Regions from separate parts of the Sus scrofa genome. Here regions 1, 3, 4 and 5 are each linked to region 2. Evidence: chromatin contacts called from public HiChIP or PLAC-seq and promoter capture Hi-C data. All regions are on one chromosome and are shown on one strand. The core of a region is the stretch at or near the end of the contact, and the rest is flanking DNA. Distances in the headings are between cores, read along the strand shown. Region 1 holds the start of INCA1 (protein INCA1). Region 2 holds the start of RNASEK (ribonuclease kappa). Region 3 holds the start of SPAG7 (sperm associated antigen 7). Region 4 holds the start of MPDU1 (mannose-P-dolichol utilization defect 1). Region 5 holds the start of MINK1 (misshapen-like kinase 1).

Region 1 (2,963 bases), core at 353-2,852, 490 kb after region 2:
ACTGAGGACTAGACAGTTGACCCGGGTGGAGGGGGTGCGGGGCAGCTGAGTCTGGGACGGCAACCTGAGCCTGAGGGGGCAGATGAGGACCAGAGAGGTCCTGCGTGGGCCAGAGCCGTGGTGGGGAGTGGGTGGCCCTGCCTGAAGGGAAGGCCAGGCCAGAGACGGCTCAGGGGGCCCCTGGCAGGTGGACTGGGGCGTGGGGAGCAGCAAAGCCTAGGACACGGGGGGGGGGCTGTGCAGTCCATGCGGCCCCAGGTGGTGGGCCCGCGCCTGAGGGACTCTCTGCGGGGGCCAGGCTGGGTCGCTAGGGGTGGCCTGGGCCTGAGAGGGCACCCAGGCCTGAGGGGGCGGCTTGGGCCCGAGAGGGCGCCACGGGCCTGAGGGGCCTGTCAATCGTGAGGGCCAGGCAGAGACGAAGCGCCCGGGTGGCCGTGCCGCCGCTGAGTACACTTGGCCCCGGCACCTGAGGCAGCGGCGCGGCGAATTCTAGAACGATACGCCGGGCGCGGGGGAGGAGCGAGGCGGTGACTGGAGATGAGGGCGGAGCCGGTCAGCGGCGCGCGCCTGGGGGCGGGGCCTGCGCCGAACCACCTCCTGGGTGGGGCCCGGAGGGAGGTTCCGCCCCCTTTGCGCGCCTCCGACGGCGGCGGCGTGCGCGGGTCCGGGGCCTGGGTGCCCTGCGGGGTTCGACCCCACATTTCCCGGCTCCTCGGGTGCTGGCCACCCTCCAGCGTACTGGCATCCTGCTCGCCCTTCCGCGTCCGCAACTCAGTTTTCCCATCTCCGCCCGGTGGGCCCCGCGATCTCGAGGGCATTGCCCCTTTAACAGCATTCCGAGTCACTCCCAGACCCTCCTCGGGACGGCGCGCGCGCGCGGGCGCGCGCCCCCTGTCCCCCGCCCCTCGCTCCCGCCCCAGCTCGCGCTGCCCGGGCGGGCGCCGGCCGCTGGCGCCGCTACTGCTGTCGCCCCCGGGGCGTGAGTCCGCCGCCCACCGCCCGGGGACCCGGCGAGGGGCGGGGGCAGCCCCGAACCGGCCCCGGATCACCTCCGCTCCCCTTTCACGCTTCCCGGAAAGTTTGTTCCCTTTGCATTCTCCCCAGCCTCTTGGGGAGCCCCGCCGCGACGAGGTGAGAGTTGGGGGGGGCGAGGGAGGGGACACCCGCGAAGGAATGTGCGGAGCTGGGGGGCGGGGAGCCGGGGTCCCGGTTTGCACTACCCGGCGGGGGCCGGCTGGCCGCGAGAGCTTGGATCATGTGCTGTTTGTCCCGCGGAGGCGCAGAGAGGTGCCAGGCCCGGGGCGGCCGTCGGTTGGCTGGACAGGAGGACAGGGTCCTCATGGCCGCCCGGAAAGGCCGGGAGGGGGGGGGCTCTGTGTGAAACCTGCTGGCCGGGTAAGGTGCAGGTGGCCCGAGGCCCCCCCTTTCTGGTCACTCGGCCTCACTCCAGCCGGGACTTCTCCCTGTACCCCACTGCGCCTTTACACTCACCGGCCGAACCCTGTACCTCTGCCTTAGTCCTTAATCCGCCGTCCTCCAGCAGTGCTACCCCTTTCCCTGCCCCATTAGCCGCGCGGGCGGCACCATTGCGTGTCCCCATCAGTGTCCCTTCCCTCTCCTGGTCAGGGTCTGGGGGTCAGGGCTGTTCTTCCTGAGAAGGCCTCTTTGGTTTCCACTACTCCCTTCCTGTCCTGGGACAGACCAGCTCTCCCACCCCTCCCATGCCCTGGCCAGGAAGGCTGGTGAGGTGAGGCTCAGTATGACAAGGGTTTGAGGTCCTTTGGGACCACAGAAGGGGGCCCAGCATCCCTGATCTCTCTTCCCAACCCTCCACCCTGCTGTCCGTGGGCGTGGGCTGCTCAGCCTCTCCTCCCAGGGTGTGGGCACCCGATCACCCACATTCCTGGGCTCTAGCCTGGCACCTTCCCCAGCCCAGTGGACGCCATAGCACTAGCCCCAGGCTGGAGCTGGGACTGCCTGCTTTCCTTCATTCTTTCTTCCGGGGATCCTCAGGTGCCCTCCCTCCCATAAACCGTAGGTATCCTGGATCCCGCAACCGAGGAGCCCTGGGGCTTGGTTGGATGCTTACAGGATGACCCCACCCTCCCCTGCCCATTGTGCTGGATCCTGAGGAGGAAGTGCTGGGGGCTGGGCAAGGGGTTTGGGGCTTGCAGGCAGGCCCTGTGGATCCCAGTTCTGGGCTGTCCCTCTAGCCTGTGGACTTTGCCCCTTAGCAGTCTTGCCCTCTCTGTGGAGGTTTGGGGCCCTCGGTGCGAGCTGGTGTCTCCTTCTCCTTGGCTGGCCCTGTGGGGGAATTTTGAGGCAGGTCCTGTGCTTGGGGTTTTCTCTCATCTGCTTTCTCTTCTGGGCTCCCAGTTTGTGCTTTTTCCCTTCCCGTTGAACACTTCTGTGTTTGCTGTCCTCTTCGTCGCCCCTTCTTTCTTTCCTAGCATGACCTCTGTCTTGCCTTCTCTCTTGTCTCTCCCGTTTTCTTGGTGTCTGGGACTTTTGGCCCCTCCTCTTCCCGCTTCCCACCACCCTCAGTGTCTCGGCCCATGTGTCCCTCTCTCTGAATTGCCCTCTGTCCAGCCTCTCTCTCTCTCTCTCTTCTCTATCTGAACGGTCAGTGCACTTGTGAGTGACGAGGAATAAAAATATCACCCTCCCTGCCCTTGGATCCACATGGCATTTGGCTGCTGCAGAGGGCAGCTATCCTTACCTTTGCGAACATACCCCCTGCCCGTTGCCCTCCAACCCTGGAAGCCCAGGCACACCTCTGGAGCCACAGGTGCCTCCTAACCGCTCTTCCCCCACAACCAGGGTTTCCCCCACAGCCTCAGCTGGCGTGGCCAGGCCCCAAGTGTAGGATGGGGCTCCTCCTACGAGGGCCGGTGGCAGCCAGAACTGATACAGCCCCCCTGGTCTGGGGCCAGGACACCAGGTAACGCCGGGGTGACGGCCCA
Region 2 (3,052 bases), core at 394-2,893:
CGGCGATGAAACAGTTGTAGCTGACTTGCTCGTAGAGCTTGTATATGTCCTGGGGGCCATTCCTAGGGGTGGGATTAGGTAGAGAAATGTCAGAAACATTAAGAGCAGCCAACATTTACTGAGCACTATGTGCCAGGTACCGTTCTAAAAGATTTTACGTGTGTTATCTTTTTCAATCTTCATAACCCTATGGGGTGAGTTCTAGTATAGTATCCACTTTGCAGAGGTGGACGGAGGCCCAGAAAAATAAAATGCCTAACTAAAGAAGCCGCCCCAAAGTGGTGGGTTTAGTATGGTCGCTGAGGTCTGACCCAAAACTGCTCCTGTGTGCCAAAGAGAGCAACTCTCCGCACCCAGTTCCCTGGCCTCCTGGCCCCAAGCATCCCACTTTCTGCAGTTTCCCCACCCATAATTCTGACCATTTCCGCTGCCGCCTCTCCACTTACTCAAAATCTTTCTCCGTGAAAGGAACGTCTTCAATGAGCACAGCAGAGTGGACATTGAAAAAGATTCCGAGCATTATCTGAAAAAAGGAAAAGGGTAGCTTGTTGAACCTCAGGTACCTGACGGGTCACCGCCTAAACTCCTCCCACTTTGAATGTTGCCACAACATCTGGGTTTGGGAATTACCAAAACGACCTGGGATTAGGGATGGTTGTTGCCGGATTTGGGCTCCAGTCACCCGGAATAGGGTGTGAGTGTGACATAAAGAAGACTTTGCTGGGGCAAGGGCAGGAAGAGTGAGGGACCCAGATTATCCTTCTCTCTGGAGGCGTCATTATCATGGGACAGCGCGGAGGAGGTCAAGGGGAATCGGCACTTCTCCATATTTCTTCCTCAAGTGGGGCGAGAAACAAGGCCCAGCTACCCCTCTCGGGACCAAGCGCTCCCTTTCCCAATGCCCTCCATTCAGCTCAAGGATCTCTCAAGAACCCAGCTCTTCTTCTTACCCTGAGGGGTCTCCAAATGTACCATCCCCGGCTCCCATTCCAAGCTCCAGCTCCCCTCGCCCCTTTCCCCCCTCCCAGTTCTCCATTTTTCAATTCAGTTCTTTCTCGTTCTCCAGCGGCTAATCAACCACCCCCTCCAGCCTGCCTGCTGCTTTCCAAGGCCTGAAGTCTCCTAGCCTCCAGCCCTCCAGCAACAGGGCCCCTCAGGCCCTCTCTCCGGTTCTCGCCGGGCAGTCCCCTCACCAACATGATCACTCCCCAGGCGCTAAGGACGATGCCGCAGGCGGCCAGCTTGGGCCCACAGCACAGAAGCGACGCCATGAAGAAGGGAGTCGGGGATCGCCTAGAGGTGGGCCAGGTAGAAAGGCGGCAGGAGGAGGCCGATGAGCTGGGGGAAAGCGAGCAGGACTTGGGGGCTCGCGCCGCAGAGGACCGAGAGCAGGTAGGGCGGCTGAGGGGGCGGGGCCTCAGGATCCAACCATCTTGGGTGTGTGTGGGGGGCGCCAAGCGGAGAATGTTGGCGCTTCCGGATCCCCCCGGACTTTGGCGGGAACAGACGGTGTGTCTGGAACCGTAGCAGCCCTTTAGGAATCCTCTGTTGACCCCTACGTAGCTGAAGTGAGAGTAGGCTGGAGTAAAGGCCCCCGTCTTCTTGGCGTCCCCCCCGCCTCTCCAGGATGAATGGGAGGGGCTATCGTGTCACGTGACCAAAGCTGGCACAGCAAATGAAGAGGAGGAAGCCGTAGCTCGGCCTCGGGAAAGAGTTTAAGCTCTGCCGGAGACCCAGGTGACCTTGGCGATGGGCTCTTAGGGGCAGAGGACTGAAGTTATCTGATTTTTCTTTCAGATACCATAGTCACGGGTGGTATCCTGAAGGGGGCGTGGTAAGTAGAGACAGAGATTTAAACGGAGGGAGAACCTCTGTATCTCCTCTCTACGCATCCCTACCTTTTAAAATAGACGTCCTGACCCAGGAAAAGGAGGCAGGAGCCCCCTCCCAAGCCCAAGCCTACTTGCTGTGGCAAGAGCGCCTTAAGATTGCTGAGGGTTCTTGGCGCTGGAAATACTTAGGTAGCGTTTTGTTACCAAGCATGGACTACTGAAGCGTTTTGGATGCCAAGTCCAGGAAAAATACGGGCGTTAGGAAAAGTCCAGGGAAAGCAGACTCAGTGAACAAGTTGTTAAGGTGAGTGGTCCTGCCAGATGTGCTGGAGCAAGGAGTAAGTCCACAAAAATGTCGCTTTGCTTCCCTGCCGTAAACTAAGAAAACGGATCATAAATCCTTTGAGCAAGGCAAGGCACAAGATTTTGAAACTATGAATAGATCATATTCTCCAAAGGATAAGTTTGTATACTTTGCTGGTGAAAGACGATGATCCGTAATATTATTCAGGGCAATAGTGGTGTTTGAAGAACACAGTTTTGCGCTGAGCTTGTCATATGCATTCTAGTCAGGACGGTGATCTTAGCATAATTGAGAAGGGTCATTTTGATCCCAAGACCCCAGAGCCAAACACTGTCAGTGGTTAGCATACATTTGTGTTATTTTTCCATGTATTTTGTGCATATTGTTCTTAGAAGGGTCATGACAGAGAACTTGCAACGTGGGAAAAATAGAGGCCCTGGGGTACTGCAGAGGCTGGCAAATGACCTTCAGACGTGAATTGTGTCTCTTTTGTTTGAGACTGTATGGGGGGAAGCCCTTGTGCGGTGAAGGTTTTTATTCTGCCTTGGGAGCACCATTCTCGTTCAGGGACTTTGGGGGTAGGTGTGTGAATAGGAGATGAAGGGGAGGAAGGAAAGCTGCCAAAGAAGAGTCAGGAGGAGTTCCCGTCATGGCGCAGTGGTTAACAAATCCGACTAGGAACCATGAGGTTGCGGGTTCGATCCCTGGCCTCACTCAGTGGGTTAAGGATCCGGCGTTGCCGAGAGCTGTGGTGTAGGTTGCAGACGTGGCTCGGATCCTGCGTTGCTGTGGCTCTGGTGTAGGATGGCGGCTACAGCTCCGATTAGACCCCTAGCCTGGGAACCTCCATATGCTGCGAGAGCGGCCCAAGAAATGGCAAAAAAGGCAAAAAAAAAAAGAAGAGTCAGGAATTTTT
Region 3 (3,246 bases), core at 242-2,741, 470 kb after region 2:
TAACCACAGGCAAGTGACTAAACTCTGAACTCCCTAGTCTGTTAGGCTTCCTAGTCTGCTAACGGCCGCTGGTGAACCCATCTAGACAGTCATGGTGAGCATTAAAAAATTCCACTTCCTATGTCCCAGGGCTCCCTTCTTCCTCAGAGCTTTCAAATCTCTGCCTTGAGCACTGTGCTCCCCTCTCACTTACCGAATTACCCATTCTTCATCATCTCAGCTCACTGCAGACTAGGTTAGGACCCTACTTGTAGCCCCTCTCATAACAATTATTTTTCCTTCAGGACATTGATAAAGCTGGTTTTTAAACTCCCGTGTGAGCATTTCATGTGGGCTCCTGGAGGGTACCCCTGGGCCCGAGTAACCACTCAGGACAGCAACTATGGATGATATAGTTCGATATTAGGCAGCACTTGAGACTTCGAAGGCAACCTAGCCTGCCCTGGCCCCACCTCGGACGGGTGGAGAGCCGGTGCCCGGGACATGGTCAAGGCTGGTGTCCTCCCCAAGGCAGTCATTCTGCCAGATTCATTCACACGTCTCAGAGCAGCAACCCAAAGAGAGGGCAGCCCCTCCCCGCGGGCCGCGCCCTGCGCTGGGAGCCCAAGTTGACAGGCCAGCAGGGAAGTTACTCGGAGAACACAGGCGGGGAGACTACCGCCAATCGGACCGGGCAGGGGCATTCTCATCCCTCCAATCAACATTCACTCCCCCCCCCGGGGGGGGGGTTCTGGCATTTAAGGGTGTAGATGAAGAAGGTTGGTTGGAGGAGCGGCAGAAGGGAGCGGGTTAAATCAAGAAGGCGGGGCAGAAAGGCGCCAAAAGGACTCAGCAACCAATTAGAGGTGCTGAGGGTGGGGTGGACTAGAGGAAGGTCGAACGAAACGTGATAGGTAGACGTTTAAGTTGAGGTGACCAATAAGGGTGAAAGGCTTGCGGATGGACGTGTCCGGGGCCCAATCGGAATAGGGACAGGGGTTGCCGGGACTCGAGCACCGAGAGGCGGGAAAGGCAGAGCGGTGGAACACGCCCCCCGCTCCGGTCCGAAGGCGGGAAGAGGAGCCGCCGCAGAACACCAAGGGGTTGGGTGGGGTTGGAGGCAGCCTACCAATCACAGCACGCCACCCGCGGACAGGCGGGCTCGTCGACGAATTAAAAAGAAGGACTGCGGAAGGCCAGGGTAGGGAGAGGAGAGAGGGCTGGCGCTGGGCTTCAGGTAGCCAATCAAGGTCCGCTAAGAACAGCGGGCGGGCCGGTAGCCCTTTTAGGGACTCCGGGGGTCTCTGAAGGGGACCGTGAGAGGTCTTTCAAGGTTGAGGAGGCGGGGTCGTCAAAGTGGAAGGAGTGAGGTCCTGTGAACCGGGCGAAAAAAGGCGGTTGTGAATTTGGGATCCTCACCTCGGGCCTTGCGCCGAGTCTCCTGGTCACCGAGGCTTGGTGGCTTCTCCATGGAGCTCAGGATGGAGCCCAGTAGGTCCGCCATCTTGGGAGTGACTGAGAGGGGGCGGTGCGTCTTAAAGGGAAGGGCAAAATGCCTTTAAGGCCGGAAACACGTCGGAGGCGGAAAACCACGCGCCCGCCCCGCCCAGCTCCCGTGCGGCGCTGACGCCAGCTGGGGCGCCCGGCGCAGCCTCCCAAGGGCGGAGGCCCCGCCCCGCCCCCCCCGCCCCCCACTCCCCGGTCAGACAGAGGCCGGAGGCTGGCTGGTGCAGCGATGTTTAATGGCAATTCGTAGAAACCAAGCCCATGCACAAGTAGAAAGTGCTCTCGTAGAGCCGGCTGAAGGCCCCCGCCGCGCCAGGAACCACAAGTCCGGCTGTGCAGCCCTCCCCGCGGCGCCTTAAATAGATTCTTCACTATACTCTGTATGTTACATTATGTACAAGCCCCCTCCCCTCGGGGACGGGGCAGGACTCCGCAACGCGTTCTTATATACACCCCTCCTTTGGCCCCGAGATCGGTGGCCGGAGTCGGTCGGGGTGACGGGGAAACACAGGGTCAGAAAAGGAGGGAACAGACGCAAACATGCGGAGTCGGGGTGGGGGCACAGTCAGCCCTGAAACACGAGGGGCGCGCGCGCAGTGAAGGCAGAGGTGGGACCGAGGCGGATACATTCAGAGACTCGTTGAACAAATAAATAAGGCAAGTCAGGAAGGGGCTGAGGTGGGTACAGGCGGGTTCGGAGATGTGGAGAAGGGGCAGGCAGGGCTCCGGAGGTCACAGCTGAAGATGCAGGTATGTGGGGCGTGGGTCTTCTGGAGCCGGGGACTCAAAGAGGGGGGCACGACCCGGAGGGAAGAGGAGAAGGAGCCGGGGGTGGGAGAGGGAGTTCAGCACTTCGGAGGGGGCGGGAGCGGAGACCGAGGATGGGCTCCTACAGAAGTGACGGGAAAGCTGCCAACGGGGGGTGGGGTGGGGGGGCTCCCCCTCCCCCAGAGAGCCCTCTCCCTGTTAAGACTGCAAGAAGCGGCCCCGGCTGATGAGAAAGGCGATGGAGAAGTCAGGTGGCCAGGCCGGGCTGGGGAAGCCCTTCCAGCTCCTGGTTCTGCTTCAATTCCCTCATCCTGCCGAGAGACAAGGAAGGAGTCAGGGGACACCGGCCGATCGGGAGGTGGGATGGGGGAGGCGGCAGGGCCAAATCGCAGCACCTGTGTCGGCAGCGCCGCAGGAATCTCATGATCTTCCGGGCTGCCTGGTCCTGCTTCTTGGTGAGAAAAGAGCCTCTGGTGGAAGAAAGAAGAGATGAAACCTCACACAACACGCGGGCATCCCCTGCCCTCTGCCCCTTAGGGACCCTGGCAGGGGAAGGGGGGGGCAGAATGATGGAGGGTATCCTTGGGCAGTGGGTATGGCCAGCAGGGGTGGAAAGCTAGGGCCATACTTGCTGCGGGCAGGCAGGGGGCCCGTGGGCCGGTGGGGAGGCCCTGGCCTGCGACGGTAGGAGCGGTAGTGCTGCTGGATGAGCACCGCTGCCCGGCGACTCTGCTGAAATCGCTTCTGTTCATAGTAGCTTCGGAACTTGCTCTGGATCAGGATGGCAGCCTGGGTCATCTTCTTATAGAGTGCAAACTGCAGGGGTGGGGAGGAGGGGAAGGGGCTGAAATGGAGGGACAGAGATCCAAGCCCCTGAGGGTCACCCCCAAGTTCAGTTGTTGCAAGTCTCTCTCTAATCCACACGGGAAAGCTGAATCATCACAGACAAGCTCACGCCCAGGTCTCATGCCTAATACCTTGAGTGCAATCCAG
Region 4 (3,247 bases), core at 742-3,241, 460 kb before region 2:
CACAATAGCTAAAGAGCAGCCTGGGAGGCATGTTAACCCCACTTCTGGTTAGGGGGCCCAGGGGGTTTATGGCATCTTAGCATTCCACCCACCTCCCAACAGCAGGAAAGGAAGATTAAGAAACATACCCAGAAGTGAGCCAGCCACAATGCCCAGCCCCAGGCATTTGCTGAGGAGAATCTTGAGGCAGGGAACTGAGAAAAGAAAAAGCAGTAAGTAGAGACCTCTGGAACCCAGTCCCAGGCATCCAGGAGGCTCAGGCCTAAAGCCTTTTTATCTTTTTAAGGCTGCACCCTTGCATATGGAGGTTCCCAGGCTAGGGGTCTAATTGGAGCTGTAGCCACCGGCCTACGCCAGAATTGCAGCAACACGGGATCCGATCCACGTCCGGGACCTACACCACAGCAACGTCGGATCCTCAACCCACTGAGCGAGGCCAGGGATTGAACCTGCAACCTCATGGTTCCTAGTCTGATTCTGTGCCACCAAGGGAACTCCGGGATGACTTTTCAAAACAGCTTTTACCATTCCTTTTCTCTAAACCAATCTTCCATTCCCTGCAAATCACATCTAAACTCCATGATTTGACTTCCAAGGCCCTCCGCTGCTTCCCTGTATAGAGCTGATCAATGCTCAAGACTCTTATCCTTTAGTCCCGCCTCTGAGCAACCAGGCAATCTACTTCTCAAGTCTTTCTCCAAGAATAGGGTTTCCTCTGTATCCCTCACTCCAGAACACTTTGTCCCTGGCACCTACTCAGGGACTCAATTACCAGACATCTTCTCTTGTCTTGAAGCTCTACCCCTCAAGGTGCTTGGCCCAGTGGGAGTCAGATTCTCACTGGTCATGAATCCAGTTAAAGCATATCTGTCCCTGGAGCACAGTGGGGCACTATGAACTGACAGAGACATACTGCAAAGGCTCCCCAAAGGGTCTGACATCTTAGGTGGGCACTGGGGTGCAGATGCCTGGCAGATAGAAAGAGGAAGGCAGGCAAGTACAAAATTGGGGAATTCCCATTGTGGTGCAGCAGAAACATGTGACTGGTAACCATGGGGATGAGGCTTCGATCCCTGGCCTAGCTCAGGGGTTAAGGATCTGGTGTTGCCCTGAGCTGTGGTGTAGGTCGCAGACGTGGCTCCAATCCCCACGTTGGTAGCTGCAGCTCTGATTTGACCCCTAGCCTGGGAACTTCCATATGCTGGGGGTGCAGCCCTAAAAAAAAAAAAAAAAATTAGACCATGAGTGGAGTGACCCGCCAGGCTTAGCAATAACGAACCCAACTAGTATCCATGAGGACACGGGTTCGCTCCCTGGCCTTTCTCAGAGAGTTAAGGATACGTCTTTGCTGTGAATTATGGTGCAGGTCGTAGAAGCGGCTCGGATCCAGCGTTGCTGTGGCTCCAATTCGACCCCTAGCCGGGAACTTCCATAGGCCGAGAATGCGGCCCTAAAAAGCAAAAAAAAAAAAAAGACCATGGAAATTAGAAGGAAAGTTACTGGGATGGCAGGAGCCTTGGTGGTGCCACCAAAAGCCTGGATCATAGGCTTTGTATTAATGTAATCTTGCACCTGAAGATATAGCTATCTATTAAAGGTTGGAAAGACCAGATCAGATTTTAACTTTGTTTTGTGAAGTCTTGTCTTTCATCGTTGTCAAACTAATTAAGTATTCACACTCGGCGACTCTCTCCCTCCCCCAAATATGGCGTCTCCCCCCCTACGGAGCGCAAGACACTTCCGCCCTTCTCAGAAGTGACTTCCGCCCAGCACTGGCGTGGCGGTAGTCGCCGGTGTCAGTTAGTCCGCACTGAAGTCCCTTTTAAGGCCCGGGGGCTCTTGAACAGAACTTTGATTGGATTCCAAATGAAACTCACCGTGAAGCAAGTCCCACTGGACGAAAATTTGGTCGTAGCATTTCTCAGGTAAAAGAATCGGCACCAACACCCGTTTGAGCGGCCCATCTACCTCAGCCGCCATATTGCAAAGCTAGCTTCCGCCAGTCGCGCAGACCGCCATTGATTCGCGGTGCGCATGCGCACTCCGAGCTCTCCGCCTCCTGTCTTCTCGCGATAAGTCAGGACCTCCCCAGTTCCCCGCTATTTACGCCATCCCACCTTAGCGGAAAGTAGGTCCCATCCCAGGACCGCGTTTTCTGGACGCGCCCTCCCTGCTGCTGGAGTTTTAAAGCTTGCCAAAGCTGTACGCCTGCGCAGTTCCAGCTTTCGCATCTTTGTTTAAGCTTCCGTTTCGGCAGCAGGATTTATTCTCCTGCATTTCTCCGCTCCTCCTGCTCGGCGCCATCTTGTCTTCTTCCATCTGACTTTACAGTGCTCGAAGTTGAGGGAGAAAGAGCGTGAGTCTGCAAAGTGGCGTTGCGGGGGGGAGCGCTGTGGTTTTCTCTCTTCTTACTCGGCGTCTCCAGAGGGCGCCGAGGGCAGCGGGACGGTATGAGCCAGGCAGCCCTCCTTAGGTTCCGGGCCCATATTTCTCCCTCCTTGGGCTCTCCCAGGCTTTGACGGATGGGAGTGGCAGCAACTGCTGGGTCAGGACAGTGAAGCGGAGGAGGAGGTGGGGAAGGCGAGCCCAGTTTTGGGGGACAGCAGAGCCACCAGCCCTCCTGCGGGCCCAGCCCTGGCTGCTTCTGTGAAACAAGTGCCCCGGGGTTCTTCTCTCTGCCACCCAGCGCCGGGACACCAGCTCGAGCTCTGGTGGCTGGGCCCCTGCTGGGTGGCAGTGCCACACGCTTTGGTGACTCCCGCGCTACAGTCTGCAAGGTCCTACGGGGTGTCTGCAAGGTGGTGGTGTGGTTACTGGGCCTCTGCCACGTGCTGCCCGCAGAGGGGTGGGTCTCCAGGCTCGGGTGGCTGTTTTCTTGCAAGGCTTTTACGACTGGAGAGGCCCTATTCTGGCCCCTGGGATTGCTCTTGGCCGACTGTAAAGGGGGGCGTGGCACTCATTGGTGGTGCAAGCTGTGGCGGTCGGGGCGGGGGGGTGTCTCTTTTTAGAAAATGGACGCAGGCTGCCCTGGGGGTGCCACGCACCACCCCTAGGTGCACCTCCACTGAGGACTTCAGGGTTGGCTTTGCAGGTTGCCCAGGCCGGAGGCATGTTGTTCCCAGGAGCATAGAGTCACTGTATGTGGAGGTCAGGGTGCCTGTTGCTCCCATGGTTGATGAAAACCCTTTACAGGTGAGACAAGAGCATCTCAGGTGTAGCAAGGGTTTATTCCGGGCTTCCCTAGCCT
Region 5 (3,296 bases), core at 626-3,125, 350 kb after region 2:
AAGAAATTATGATGCAGGGAGTTCCCATCATGGCACAGTGGAAACGAATCTGACTAGGAACCATGAGGTTGTGGGTTCCATCCTTGGCCTCAATTAGTGGGTTAAGGATCCAGCGTTGCTGTGAGCTGTGGTGAGCTGTGGTGTAGGTCAAAGAGGCAGCTCAGATCTGGCATTGCTGTGGCTGTGGTATAGACCGGCAGCTAACAGCTCCGATCAGACCCCTAGCCTGGGAACCTCCATGTACCGTGGGTGCAGCCCTAGAAAAGACAAAAAAAAAAAAAAGATACGAGTTTTAGGAAAATCACTGAGTATGGAGAACTGACTTAAGCAGGTCAGGCACGAAGACTAAGTAGGAGGCCTGTGAGTGTTAGAGGTCAGAGTTCCTGCTGTGGCACAGTGAGTTAAAAGCCTGACTGCAGCAGCTCGGATTTGATCCCAGGGGCTGGTGGTGTAGGTCACAGCTGTGGCTCAGATTCACTCCCTGGCGGGAACGTCCATATGCCACAGGTGTAGCCATTAAAAAAAGAGAGAGCATTGAGGTGAGTAATGATTTGACAAAGACAATGGCTTAGACAAGAACAGCAAGGTAAGGGGGGAGGGAAGCAAGAATCCAGGTGCATCTGAATAGGCTATAAAGAAGTGGCCAGAAAGGAGTGTCTGCCCCTTTCCAAGGACTTTTTTTTTTAATTAAAAAAATTTTTTTTTAAAACTTCTTTGGGGCCACATCTGCAGCATATGGAGGTTCCCAAGTTAGGGGTCGAATTGGAGCTGTAGTCACCAGCCTGCGCCACAGCCACAGCAACGTAGGATCCCAAGCCGTGTCTGTGACCTACACCACAGCTCATTATCCCACTGAGCGGGGCCCGGGATTGAACTTGCGTCCTCATGGTTACTAGTCAGTTTCCTTAACCACTGAGCCACGATGGGAACTCCCCCAAGGATTTTCCATTCAAACCCTCCTAAGTGATATTTACATTATGGCTAATGGTGGGATCTCTCAGAGATACCCTTGTTGCTGGAAGAGATCAAGCAGCCTTCTTCAAATTCACAGTGAAAGAAAGTCCCAGAGAAGCAAAGCAACCTGCTCAAGGTCACACAGCGTGTCTGTGGCAGAACACGAGTCCTTGCTCTTTATATAGCGTTACCCAGCCTCCAGTGAGGCTAATGGCTGGGGGTGCTATGCCTACACGACTAGACCTAAGGTGACCCAAGCAAGATTTGAAGGGGTTGGACATACATTCCTCCTCCTCCCCTCCTTGCCACCCCCTCCCCCCAGGCACAGCTCCAATGATCAGTCAATGAATAATTGTTGAAACAGTTCCTTGGTGCAGAACAAGAAGTGCAGAGACAAAGGTCGGCTGTAGGATTCCCTATTCTGAGATCTGAGATCCCCTCTTCCACACTCTCCACTCCAGCCAGGGAAGGGGGTAAGGGGCACTCCTCCGGCAGTTAGTGCCCCTCTCCACTCCCCAGCTCCCAGGTGGTTTCTCCAGCCAAGTTTTCAACTAGAGGCCCCTCCCTCGGCGGCTCCACTGTTGCCATGGCAATTAGGTGGGTGGACAGCCCATCCTATCTAGAGGCCACCCAGCCCTCGCGTGGGGAGTTACCATAACAACCCCCCCTAGTAATAGAGGAGGTTGGGTCCCGCCCCCTTCCCCCGCAAATAGAGAGGTGGGTGGCTTGATTGGCAGCTGGGCACACGAAAGAAGAGGGAAAGGGAAGGAAAGGCATCAAAGGAGAGCTCGGAAGGAAACGGGGGAGAGAAAGGGCAAAAAATAAGGGAAAGGAAGGAAACGCGTGTGCGCACGCGCGCCGGCTGGTGGGCGCGCTCCCCGGCCGCCTCGGCCTCCGCCCACTTCTTCCACGCCAGGCTCGCGCGGCCGCTCGGTCCTCGCGCGCGCCTTTCGCTCTCCCGCCTGCGCCTGCGCGCAGGTGTCGGCGCCGAGGGGGAGGGGGCGCTCGGCGCGCTCGCGTCACGTTCCCTCTTCCACCCTCCCGGTGCGCGGCCACTCGGCGCCTGCGCAGGACAGCGGGGAGGCTCGGGTTGCAGGCTCTGGGGCGCTCGCTCCTGTCAGTCGGTGGGTAGGTCCTCCCGCCGGCCCTCCCCCTCCCCGTTCTCCGGGGGAGGCGCGGTGGAGTCCGCCCCCAGGATCCCCCGATGGGGGAGAAGCGGCGACGGCGGCAGCGGAAAAACCGAGCCGGAGCGTGAGCGGCCCCGGGGCCCGGTTCCCCGCGGAGGCCATGGGCGACCCAGCCCCCGCCCGCAGCCTGGACGACATCGACCTGTCCGCCCTGCGGGTGAGCGCGCCGCCCCCCAGCCTCGCCCTGGTTCCAGTCCCCGCCGCAGGGGAGCGGGCGCCCGCACGCCTCGCGCGCTCCCCGGGCGCCCTGTCCCCCGCCGCGACCCCGGCCCCTCTCCCCCGCGCCCGCCGCAGCCGCCGCCGCCGGGCCCCCGCCCTCTGCTCCCGTCGGCTCTCCACGCGCTGCAGATTCTGGGAGCTAGTTCGGTCCCCGCCCTGGGGTGCCCCGCCCCCACACTTCCCTCCACCTCTACCTTTACTCCGGTTCCGGACCCCCTTCTCCCAGGTGCTTGAGGGTCACCCTCTGGCTCCCCTGAACCTGTAGGATCACCTCCCTGGCCCCTGACCTCCTCTGGGGCCTCTTTCCCCCCTTGCTCTTACTTAGGTCTTCTTCCTCCCCCTCCTCTTTCTCGCCTCCTCGAATTTTGACTTTGCCACTGCCTTGCCAGCCTCGCCCTCGTCGCCCTTTCTCCTCCTCGCCCGGCCGTGAATTGCATCTCTTTCCCGGTCGGCACTCCAGCCTCCCCGCTCGGCCTCACACCTCCCACCGCCGCCCTCATCCCCCTGCACAGCTCTCCCCGTGCCTGCGGTCGCGTTTCAAGTGCAGCAGTCCAGAACCAGGCATTTCCGGTCTCAGGGTCCCCGCATATTACATTACCAACTCTGCAGCAGTGTGGGGCTGGGAGGAAAGACAAGTGCACTGGGGGAGGAGGGGACGCCTTTCTTATCTTCAGAAACTCTGGCCTGGGCCGGGAAGAGGATGTTTATATGTATGTACACACACAAACACAACGCAGCCTGTGGTCCATCAGGTTTGGAAAAGCCTGGGTATTCGTGGCTTTGCTGGCGGGAGGGGGAGGCAATGGAGATCTCGGGGGGGGGGGGGGTTCATTAGAAAAGGGATCCGAGGAAACCACTGCAGCAGCAATTTCTTGCAAGTACCCATTTGTTGTCCCTCCTGGGGTTCCTGCGTGCCCTCATTTGGGAGCTTTCAGA

The links. Promoter capture Hi-C pulls out the DNA fragments that hold promoters and counts their contacts. HiChIP or PLAC-seq counts read pairs in DNA pulled down with a chosen protein or histone mark.
Region 1: a contact with region 2 is called in a promoter capture Hi-C map of liver, with 3 times the contacts expected there. The contact joins the promoter of INCA1 here to the promoter of RNASEK in region 2. A contact is called at or near these places in 2 of 5 promoter capture datasets (fetal liver and liver), 1 of 47 Hi-C or Micro-C datasets (liver) and 1 of 2 datasets of contacts at active chromatin or transcription factors (alveolar macrophages).
Region 3: an H3K27ac HiChIP or PLAC-seq map of alveolar macrophages shows a contact between it and region 2. The contact joins the promoter of SPAG7 here to the promoter of RNASEK in region 2. A contact is called at or near these places in 2 of 5 promoter capture datasets (fetal skeletal muscle and liver), 1 of 47 Hi-C or Micro-C datasets (heart right ventricle) and 2 of 2 datasets of contacts at active chromatin or transcription factors (alveolar macrophages and skeletal muscle).
Region 4: a contact with region 2 is called in an H3K27ac HiChIP or PLAC-seq map of alveolar macrophages. The contact joins the promoter of MPDU1 here to the promoter of RNASEK in region 2. A contact is called at or near these places in 1 of 5 promoter capture datasets (fetal liver) and 1 of 2 datasets of contacts at active chromatin or transcription factors (alveolar macrophages).
Region 5: a contact with region 2 is called in a promoter capture Hi-C map of fetal liver, with 2.5 times the contacts expected there. The contact joins the promoter of MINK1 here to the promoter of RNASEK in region 2. A contact is called at or near these places in 2 of 5 promoter capture datasets (fetal liver and liver) and 1 of 2 datasets of contacts at active chromatin or transcription factors (alveolar macrophages).

What each region holds. Positions count from the first base shown.
Region 1 is chr12:51,922,403-51,925,365 of Sscrofa11.1, reverse strand. It overlaps INCA1 (protein INCA1), which reads right to left and starts at 1,602. Exons shown (of 6, transcript XM_021067760.1): 1 at 1,492-1,602. The coding sequence starts at 1,600. It overlaps KIF1C (kinesin-like protein KIF1C), which reads left to right and starts at 901. Exons shown (of 23, transcript XM_021067761.1): 1 at 901-1,131.
Region 2 is chr12:52,415,494-52,418,545 of Sscrofa11.1, reverse strand. RNASEK (ribonuclease kappa) reads right to left here and starts at 1,643. Exons shown (of 3, transcript XM_003358238.4): 1 at 1,194-1,643; 2 at 447-523; 3 at 1-62. The coding sequence starts at 1,643.
Region 3 is chr12:51,947,158-51,950,403 of Sscrofa11.1, reverse strand. It overlaps SPAG7 (sperm associated antigen 7), which reads right to left and starts at 1,491. Exons shown (of 7, transcript NM_001243921.1): 1 at 1,399-1,491. The coding sequence starts at 1,483. It overlaps CAMTA2 (calmodulin-binding transcription activator 2), which reads right to left. Exons shown (of 23, transcript XM_021067750.1): 20 at 3,231-3,246; 21 at 2,882-3,069; 22 at 2,649-2,723; 23 at 1,701-2,564. The coding sequence ends at 2,501.
Region 4 is chr12:52,877,668-52,880,914 of Sscrofa11.1, reverse strand. It overlaps MPDU1 (mannose-P-dolichol utilization defect 1), which reads right to left and starts at 1,991. Exons shown (of 7, transcript NM_001044619.1): 1 at 1,878-1,991; 2 at 129-194. The coding sequence starts at 1,980.
Region 5 is chr12:52,065,266-52,068,561 of Sscrofa11.1, reverse strand. It overlaps MINK1 (misshapen-like kinase 1), which reads left to right and starts at 1,875. Exons shown (of 32, transcript XM_021067776.1): 1 at 1,875-2,298. The coding sequence starts at 2,242.